2 separate regions of the Astyanax mexicanus genome follow, and region 2 is linked to region 1. Evidence: chromatin contacts called from public Hi-C data. All regions are on one chromosome and are shown on one strand. Each heading gives the region's core, a stretch centred on a gene start, on an enhancer-like site or on the middle of the called end of the contact. The rest is flanking DNA. Distances are from core to core; before and after follow the strand shown. Region 1 holds the start of bcl9l (bcl9 like). Region 2 overlaps bcl9l (bcl9 like).

What was found. Hi-C and Micro-C count contacts between places; a contact is called where the count stands out from the background.
Region 2: a Hi-C map of muscle shows a contact between it and region 1, with 12 times the contacts expected there. The contact joins the enhancer-like site here to the promoter of bcl9l in region 1. A contact is called at or near these places in 3 of 3 Hi-C or Micro-C datasets (blood and muscle).

Annotation. Positions count from the first base shown.
Region 1 is chr9:29,746,039-29,751,288 of AstMex3_surface, reverse strand. bcl9l (bcl9 like) reads right to left here and starts at 1,476. Exons shown (of 9, transcript XM_007259536.4): 1 at 1,169-1,476. It overlaps LOC125804608 (a long non-coding RNA gene), which reads left to right and starts at 1,416. Exons shown (of 3, transcript XR_007440735.1): 1 at 1,416-1,502; 2 at 2,716-2,832.
Region 2 is chr9:29,793,230-29,798,058 of AstMex3_surface, reverse strand. bcl9l (bcl9 like) reads right to left here. Exons shown (of 9, transcript XM_007259536.4): 5 at 4,566-4,746; 6 at 3,436-3,520; 7 at 33-2,460. Among protein-coding and RNA genes, the nearest start is that of LOC103046415, 19 kb to the left of the region's middle. Within about 2 kb of position 2,383, the one cell type or tissue checked has an H3K27ac peak away from gene starts, as active enhancers do.

The DNA of each region.
Region 1 (5,250 bases), core at 227-2,726:
TGGCATATTATCTTAAAATAAAGTAATTATTTAAAAATGAAATAGTATCTTAAACTAATGAGATAAATCTCAAATACATTTTTAGCATCTTCTAAATATTAATATTTAGAGGACATAATATAAGATGATACTCCTAAAATAAAGGCTAGGGATCGCAAAATCTCATATTTTCTCACAGTAACGACTTAACATCTTAGAATAGAGTATCTAAAAATAAAAGACAGTTTATTTATTATTATAAAATTGTGCTGAAGCAGCAATGTGCTGCTTGGTAAACACACACATATTGTAGTTTACAGACCCCCCTGACTACATACAGTAAACCCTCTACAAACAGAGGTTACAAGTTCCAGCAGCTCCTTTCTGAGTCTGAGCAACATTCAGTACAGCACTGTACTACTATATGACACCGATATCAACATATTAATTCAAATTATGTCCTAATATTTACCCCCAGCAGCTGCCAGTGTAAACGCTGGCATGTCTGCCCTGATTAATGGAAGTGAACAGAGGCCACAGCAGCAGCTCTGATAGCAGCATTACAACGTTACATAGCTCCACACCACACCGAATCCTTCAAGTGTCTGTGTGCCAAACAAGCTTATATTTAAGAAAAATCTAAATTGAACAAATTAAACCGACTTAAACACTCAAGGACGTGACGAATTCGCTTTGAATGTGTGTAAATATCTCCTTTAGCTCTGTCACACGCGGCCCTGATGTTTTTACACGTCTGTCGTCAGCTTATTAGTGGAATTAGCCGGTCCAAATCCGGGATGTAACGATCCGCTCCAGGATTTCGTTTTGACCGCCTGTGCAGGTTTGATGCAGCCGAGCTTCATCAAGTTTGCCGACGCGGTCGGAACGAAATCACGGAGCGGGTCTTTACCTCCCAGAACTGGATCGGCTAATTGTAATAGAGAGCTTAGCTAGCCATTAGCTAGCCATTAGCTAGCTAGCTAGCTGACAAGTCCAGCCTGGGCAGTAGCAGCAGCAGCAGCGGGCGACGCGTTTTCAGGCAAGCCTCAGAGCGCTCCTTCCTCGGTTGCACATTTCATGCCCCCCGCGGACCCGCTGGCTGGTACTACCCGCCAGGCAGGCGGCAGTACCGCGTTGTGTTCAGGCCACCCAGGTCTAACGCCAAAGGGCTCTGTGGACGTGTTCCTACCCCATTCCGCCGCGGTGTCTGGGAGAGCGACCGAGGCCGGTTTCAGGAGTGACGGCCAGCCGACATCAGCCAGAGCGCCCTCCGCCTCCTCCTCCACCGCCGCTTCGCCCTGGATCTCTGTATCCCTCCGCCGCCTCCTGCGGCGTCTCCTCCGTGGGGCTCGCCGGGCTCAGAGGCGCGCTGCCCGCAGGCTGGCTGTGTCTGCTGGGCTCGGGACGGAAGACGGGTTCCCGGGAAGACAGCGACAGCAGCAGCAGCGGATCATGACTCCACAGCCGGAGCCGGGGAAGGGCAGGACGCTGTGTGTGTGCATGTTACACACACCATAGCCTAGGTACCACAACACACACACACACGCACACACTCACACACACACGCACGCTGTTTGCTCAAGTCACTGGTTCACGCGCACACTTGTCTAGCAGCACCAGCTGCCACGTTTCTCCGCCACTCACCGACCTAATGTGTTCAAACACTGGAAAAAACAAAAATACACACTGGTTATGGTGGTAATTAATGAAGTATATAGAAATAGTAATAATAAGCATAATAATAATAATAATAATAATAATAATAATAATAATAATAATAATAATAACAACAACAACAACAACAACAACAACAACAATAATAATAATAACAATAACAATAATAATAATAATAATTATTGTTATTGTTATTATTATTATTATTGTTATTGTTATTAGTAGTAGTAGTTGTAATTATTATTTTTTTGTTTATTAACAACATAATAACAATAGTAATAATAACAATACTACTACTACTACTACTAATAATAATAATAATAAAAAGATGAAGAAGAAGAAGAAGAAAAACATAATTTTATTATTTTATTTAATCATTTATTTATTTTAAATTAAGTCATCACTAATATGAACAGTGTTTTTGTATGCTTTTAATTTGCATTGAGATATAATAACAACAATAATAATACCAATAACAATAATAATTGTTATTGGTATTATTATTGGTATTACTAATATTAGTGATGTTATTCATTATTCTTGGTACTGGTACTTACTTTATTGCATAATAATAACAATAATAATAATAAAGTAAAGACAAGGCTTTTATTGTCATTCCATAATTTCACCAGAACCAAGTGCAACATGGAACAGGACATTATATATGAAATAAAGCACAAATGTGCACTAAATTGTGCAAAATAAAACGAGAACGCTGCAATAAATACAATAAATACATTTATCATCATAGATATTAGTTGTAGTAGTAGTAATACCTACATCATCGACTTTGTTTTGTTAGCTTGTATCAACAGCAGCATAATTGAATTATTTCCTCTGTTCATGTGTCTAGTAAGCTACGAGGAACTAAAATCTGTGAAAATGTTTATTATCCTCAACCTTTATCACATTTCCTCATACTTATCAGTCATAAACTAGCCAACCTGTACTTGAACAAACTGATTTTCATGCATCTCAGATCAGATTGTACATCAGATACTAGACCTCACACCTGAATTTCTGAATAATGCTTTTCTAAATAAACCTATAAATGACATGCAGGTATGCTGAGGGTACGATTCTGCTGGAGCTGATCAGAGATCTGTGCTGAGGGTCTGGTTCCGCTGGAGCTGATCTGAGATCAGTGCTGAGGGGTAAACAGTTCCCCTTATTTGACAGGTGAGCACTCCCTCTGCTGGTGCAGAGCTCTGGTAAAATCTACTCCAGTCCCTCAGGAGAAGCACCACTGACCTGCAGGACTGTAGAACTGTGGTATTCAAACGTTTGTAGGAAGGACAGAATGAAAAAAAAAAACAAATAGAAGAAATGCACAGTGTTTCTCAAATTTACTTGGACTTTTGTTTTGATTGCTGACAGTATGAACCCAAGATATGTCATGTTTTATCTGCTCAACTTCATTCCATTTATTAATATACATCAATTCCTGCATTTCTGGCCTGCAGCACATTTAGAGAATTAAAAAAGTAGAGAAAGTAAAGCATTTCACATTTTGTGATGTTACCATTACTTCTCATCTCAAATAATGCAAAGAAAACAACTTCATATTCATAAAGTTTTAACAGTTCAGAAATTAATATTTGGTGGAATTACCGTGGTTTTTAACCACAGTTTTCATGCATCTTGGCATGTTCTACTCCACCAGTCTTACACACTGCTTTTGGATAACTTTATGCCACTCCTGGTGCCAAAATCAAGCAGTTAAGCTGGGTTTGATGCTTGTGATCATTCTTCTTTCTCCTGATTATATTACAAAAGTTTTAAATTTGGTAAAATCAAAGAAACTCGTCATTTTTAAGTGGTCTCTCTTTTTCAGAACTGTATATTGGTAGATCTCAATATATTTTTCTACATAAATGCTGCATCATTGAAGTGTACTGACACACCTGCATAATATGACATTAATCACTGGTGTATTTAAGTATTTATAGATGCCTCATAGACAATCTAGCATTTAACAGACATTCTTGGAGTAGGTTGGGGGATCAGAGTTGTATCCTTCATCAGTGGGCACAGGACACTGCCCACAGGATGCTGCTCACAGGATGCTGTTGTTAGACAATTCTCAGTCCAGCAGTGACAATGAGGTGTTTAAAAACTCAAGCAGCACTGCTGTGTCTATGTCACATGTTGTGATCCACAATGTTATGCTTGATCAGTGTATAGAATTGGTGTTAAGGGCTCAGTCTGAGTCTAATATAAATTGTAATGTTTGGTAGTCTGTATTTAACCTGGCTCTGTATACTGACTGCACTCTTTTTTACACACGTTTAACTCCAACAACACAGAGTTCAGATTCCTTCAGCAAACTGAACCAATTCTCTTCAGATCCCAGATCACAGAGTGTGTGTTACAGTGGCAGGCCTGGAGGGTAGAGAGAGTGAGAGAGAGGGAGAGAGAGAGGGTTTGTGGGTGAGAGATTGACTCTAGAGAAATGCTCTCTCTCTATGAATCTTTATATGTGTAAAAGTAATGATGAAATTTTTAAGTGTTTCAAATATTATAATCAGAGTGAAACTAAAAGTTTATTGGCGAAAACTGTACAAATGAAAGTAAGCTCTAGTACTCTGTTGTGTTGTTGCCTCTAGCCTGTATGCAAGATGAGATATAGCTCTGGAAAAAATAGAGATACCAGTTCAGTTTCTGAATCAGCTTGTCTAATGTTGCTATTTATAGGTTTACGTTTGAGTAAAATGAACATTGTTGTTTTATTCTATAAACTACGAACAACATTACTCCCAAATTCCAAGTACCGGTAAAAATATTTTTATTTAGAGCATTTATTTGCAGAAAATGAGAAATTGCTGAAATAACAAAAAATGCAGAGCTTTCAGACCTCAAATAATGCAAAGAAAACATACAGAGTTCATATTTATAAAGTTTTAAGAGTTCAGAACAATCTGAATAACCCTGGTTTTATTCACAGTTTTCATGCATGTTGGCATGTTCTCCTCCACCAGTTTTACACACTGCTTTTGGATAACTTTATACCACTCCTGGTGCAAAAATTCAAGCAGTTCAGCTTGGTTTGATGGCTTGTGATCATCCATCTTCCTCTTGATTATATTCCAGAGGTTTTCAATTAGGTAAAATGAAAGAAACTCATCATTTTTAAGTGGCCCCTTTTTCCAGAGCTGTATGGTTGTACATGGAGGTTTACAGGTGACATATGGCATCCTGGAGCACTTTTACCCATAGATGTTGTTGTAGCTGGGCCTGTAGACTCTGCTCTACACTTAGAGGGTTGCTGAAGCTGCATCCCAGTTACTCCCATAAATGCTTGATTGGTGTTAAATTTGAAGACCTAACTGAGAAAGCTATGTTTGGTGAGCATTATCCTGCTGAAAAATGCCACATGGAAGCCCTTGCTTTTTCTTTTTATCCTTTTTCTGTTTTTTTTTAGCTTTCATCATTTCGCTATCTCCCATTTGTATTTCTTCTCACTTTCTTATCTTTCTTTTTAACACTCCTCTTTGCTATTTATTCTCCCTTTATCTCTTTCTTCTGCCTTTTCCTCTCTCACTTACCCTTGTCTTTCTCTCTCATCATCTCTCTCTCTCTCTCCCTGTTACCTTCTGC
Region 2 (4,829 bases), core at 1,134-3,633, 46 kb before region 1:
TGTGATGATGTTCTGCATTAGACATTCCTTACCTGTCTCAGTGGAACTGCTGCCTCCATTCCCCACCCCTTTACTGCTGGGTGGACCCCCAGGGCTGGGCAGGGCTGTCTTGGGAGAGGCAGTCCAACCTGGAGAGGCAACAGGCATGGCTGGAGATTTGAGGTGCCCAGGGGAGCCGGACGGCGAGCGGAGTCCCAGAGACGAACCCATGACCTGCGGGGACTTCATCGACGTGGTAGATGGTGTTCCTGCCCCGGAAGCTGCTGGTAAAGGAGGGTGCGGTGGACCGGTGGGGGGTAGCTGGCTGGGGGACTTCAGGCCTGGGGCAGAAGGGGAGGGCATGAGTGGTGACGGTTCCTGGCTGAGGGAGGGCGACTTAAGCTGGTGTGGCGGGGGCATGGCGGGGGAGCCGATCGGGTTGATGTTAATGGAAAGATCTGATGGATGCCGTGAACCCATGTCGGCACCCCTCGGCCCCGTATTCATGGGCATATGGCTAAGCCTGGAAGTGCCGCTAATTTGGGGTCCTTGAGGACCTTGCTGGTCAGGTCCAAACATCTCTGGGCCTGACTGCTGTAGGTAAGGTCCGTCCCCTTGCCCACCTGGAAAGGGGCCATGATTTGGGAACTGTAGAGGTCCATCTGGGCCAGGAATCATTCCTTTGTTAGCTACGACCCGGCCGTTCTGTGCAGCCCTGATGCGGGAGATGTCCTCGGGGGTCAGCATCTCTGCCCCGGGTCCTCCTCGCAGTTTCTGGACCAACATTTGCTGCTGCTGCAGGTTCATGTTCATGCCCATGTTTATATTTAGGTTTCCCCCTAAAGGAGAGTCAACAATATCTCTCATTAAAGGGCCACCGCCCCCACCTGCACCACCAATGGGAGGACTCATCATGGCTCGGGAACTGGGAAAGTCCATTGGGTCACCTCGAGATGGTGGGCCTCCTCCTATGCCAGGATTAGGAAAGCCTGGCCCTCCGAGTCCACCCTGCTGCTGCTGCCTGGACAACTGTTCCAGTTCTAGCCTCCGGAGCCCTTGCAGCTGTCGTTTCTCCATGATCCGAAACATCTCCTCTCGCGTCAAGGGTCGATCCAGATCACCCTGCATGTGCTGAGGTGGTCCGCCAGGCCCTCCAGGGGGGTAGCACCCATGAAATGGACCACCTCCACCCATATTTGGGGGTATGTCATCCAGCCAGCCCATTCCTGGTCTGGGAGGTCTTTGAGGTCCTAACCCTTCCATGGGTAAAACTCCACCAGGGCTTCCGGGGTACCCACCACCACCCGGGGGGCCTCGCTGCATCTGCCCAAGAAACCTGGGACCCCGAGGCCCCTCTTGATGCATGTCCATCATCCTCAGATTCCCTCCCATCCCTGCGCCCATCATAGGCCCTGGTCCCCACTGCTGGTCTCCAGGTTTGCTGTGGTATGGAGGTGGAGGACCCCTCATCATGAGGTGCGGCGCCCCAGGCATGCCCATTTCAGACATCATGCGGAAGTGTTGAGGCGGTATCTCCTGCTGACGACGCTTTTCTTGATAGTACTCCTCCTGCAGCTTCCTCCAGGCCATCTGCTCTGGAGTTAGCCCGTCAGGACCCAGCATTGGACCCATGTCCAGTCCTGAGGGCGAAGACAGGTGGTGATGAGGGGGCATGCCGTGGTGTGGACCCATCATGGTGTCGTCAATTCCAGGCCCGCCAAGGTTCTGCGTTTGCGAGATAATAGACTGCAGAGGTTCCTCGTACTTCTTCATTCCACCCATACCAGGGGGCATACCAGGGGGCATGCCAGGGGGCATACCAGGGGGCAGGCCACTGTTGTTGCCAGCACCTCCCCCAGGGTTCTCGCCATCCTCCAGAATTCTACCTCCATCAGTATTATTGTTATTGTTAACGTTGGAGCTGTTGTTCGGGTTACTGTTGGGACCTCCAGGGTCTCCATGGCCACCAGCACCGCCTGCACCACTGCGCAGGAGCAGCCGCTCTATGTCCCGCAGCGTCTGCAGGGAACGTTCGCGGTGCTCCAGTTGCTCTTTAGATAGTCCGTCAGTGTTCATTGGGCCTCCAGGCTGATCGTGCTCACCCTGAAGGTGGGCAGACAGCATGTTTGGACTGACCGTTGGCGAGACCCCTGCGCCTGGGTGATTGATGGGGCCCGATCCATCTACCATTCCACAGCCTGGAGCCCCTGAAGGAGGCGGGCCCGAGCTTCCCGGTCCAGACGGATGGGATGCTGCACCGTTATTGTGACTGGGAGTCCCGACAGGATGCGTCTGGGAACTTTCGCTTTCCGGATGAACCGTGGACGAGGGCGTACCTCCGCTCGCCAGGTGCCCCCCAACAACTCCACCGCCAGAGGCCGGCCGAGGTGTACCGCTTTGGGATTTGGGCGTGCCCATGGGAGGGGTGCTACTAGAGCTGAGCTGCTCTGATAGGCTGGGAAGCTTCCCAACAGCAGTGCACTGAAAAGAAACAAGAAAAAAAAATAAAAATTACTTCCAACTCCAAAACAACATTTTGTAAATGTTCTGAATGTCTGTTTTAGCTCATTTTCAGCACCACCCAAAAATTACAGGATATATTTTTGCCCTAGAGCTTCTACAAAAACACATTACAAAACACAGCACTACAGAAAAACACAGCATTTTTCACTTGAATTCTTCTAAACTTTTCAGAAATAAAAAAGGGAACAAAGCATTTGTTAAACGACATAAATAGATTTAAACAAATGCAGCCTCCCACGCTCCTCCACACCTGCATAAACATGTGAAGATAAATACAAAAGCTTTCTTCTTCCTTCCTCTTTCAGAAGGACATACAGAACCCGACTTAACGTCACTGTCCCGCAAAAACCTTGTATCTCCATTTTTGAAATATGAAATAAAGGCAGCTTCACAGAGAGCTGGGTCTGAGACACTTTTGAAAGAGACAGTAACACTTCAGACTTCAATTTAATTTCATGATGAATGGACCAATAGAAAGGCTCCAAAATGGCTTGTAATACAATGCTATACAATTTACTTTAATGGAAAGTTAAGTTATTACGTTATTTCCATCTCCTCTAAAGTTACCCTTTTGGAGATAAAAGGCTTTCGCCAAACAGTGGCTTTATTTATGAGGTCTTAAATATAAGACACTCACTAGTGTTTACTATGTTTAAACAGAACAATGGTACTAAATGTTGTGTTCCGTGAGGTGGGTGGGTGGGGAGATACTGCCAGATGCTCTCCAGGGTGCTGAAGTTTCCCTCTCTGGCCGAGAACAGACCAGTTTTAGATGGAGTCAGACCACCTTACAGGAAGCGAGGAGTTTCCCTGATTACATTATGCTGGATTTAGCTAGAAACTGGAGTTTAAGTTATTTAAACATTTGTGTCTCCAATCATAAGTCCTTGGGTTTGTGTTAAATATCTGCTGTTGGAGAGTCTGTGTGCATACCTGGTCCAGTTTGGTGCGAGGAACATTTTGCTGGTGAAACAGGAGGATGGAGTCTGTATGACCGTGCATCACTGCCTCTGCAGCACTGTGGGATGATAAACACACATATGTTACATATCATATACACGTACGTACTTAACCATTTTATTCACACTGATATAAAGTAGGGGTGAACAATCTTAAAAAAAAAATGTATGTATTTTATACATATTTTTTCTGTGATATACATTGCACAAAATTAAATACTGTAAAATGCAGTACAAAAATATGGGGCAGATATATTGTGTTTCTGGTAGATATTTAATTTACAACAATAAAATAAAAAATAAAAATTGTGAGGAGAATTGCCGTGTGGTGTGTAAATCACACAGCGAGGTACAAATACTTAAAGTACAATTCTACTTAAACACAAAAAACAACAATTATAACCAGCATAATGTTTAAGCATATGTAATTGGTCACAAAAAAATTAAATCTCAATATTTGAATATCATTTAAAAGTTAGTTTATTTCAGTAATTCAGTTCAAAATGTAAAATTCATATATTATATAGATGTATTACACACAGAGTGATCTATTTTAAGAGTTTATTTCTTTTATTGTTGATGATTATGGCTTACAGCCAATGAAAACCCAAAAATCAGTATCTCAGAAAATTTGGATATTATATAAAAACCATTGGTACATTTGGCAGTGTGCCAAATCCTGCTGGAAAAGGAAATCTGCATCTCTATAAAAGTTATCAGCAGAGGGAAGCATGAAGTGCTGCTGTAAGATTTTCTTAGAAAACACTGCACTGACTCTAGACTTGATAATAAAACACAGTGGATCAACACCAGCAGATGACACGTTTCTCCAAACCATCACTGATTGTGATGTGAAACTTCACACTAGAACTCAAGCAGCTCGGACTGTGTGTCTCTCCACTCTTCCTCCAGTCTCTGATCCCTTGATTTCCAAATGAAATGTAAAATTTACTGATGATCAGTGATGGTTTGGAGAGACATGTCATCTGCTGGTGTTGATCCACTGTGTTCTATCAAGTCCATATCAAAGTCAGCACTCTTAGCACACCAACGGCACACAAACCTTTATCTGCAGCTAAAGTTCACATAAGAGAAATCACTCACCTGTTGGCCAGACTGGTGGTGAAGACGTACACTACTTGCTGAGGGGGGTGAGAGGTCAGATCGGGACGCAGCCCTGGACCGAGACCACACCCCATACCCCCAGCCCCGCCCTGCTCTCCGACCGAGCCCACCGCAGACGGACCAGAGAGAGACTGACCCGGACAGGACATCACTCGCTCTCCTGAGAGAGAGAGAGAGAGAGAGAGAGAGAGAGAGAGAGAGTTAAATAATATGACCAATTCAGATTTTAAACTACTGCAGATT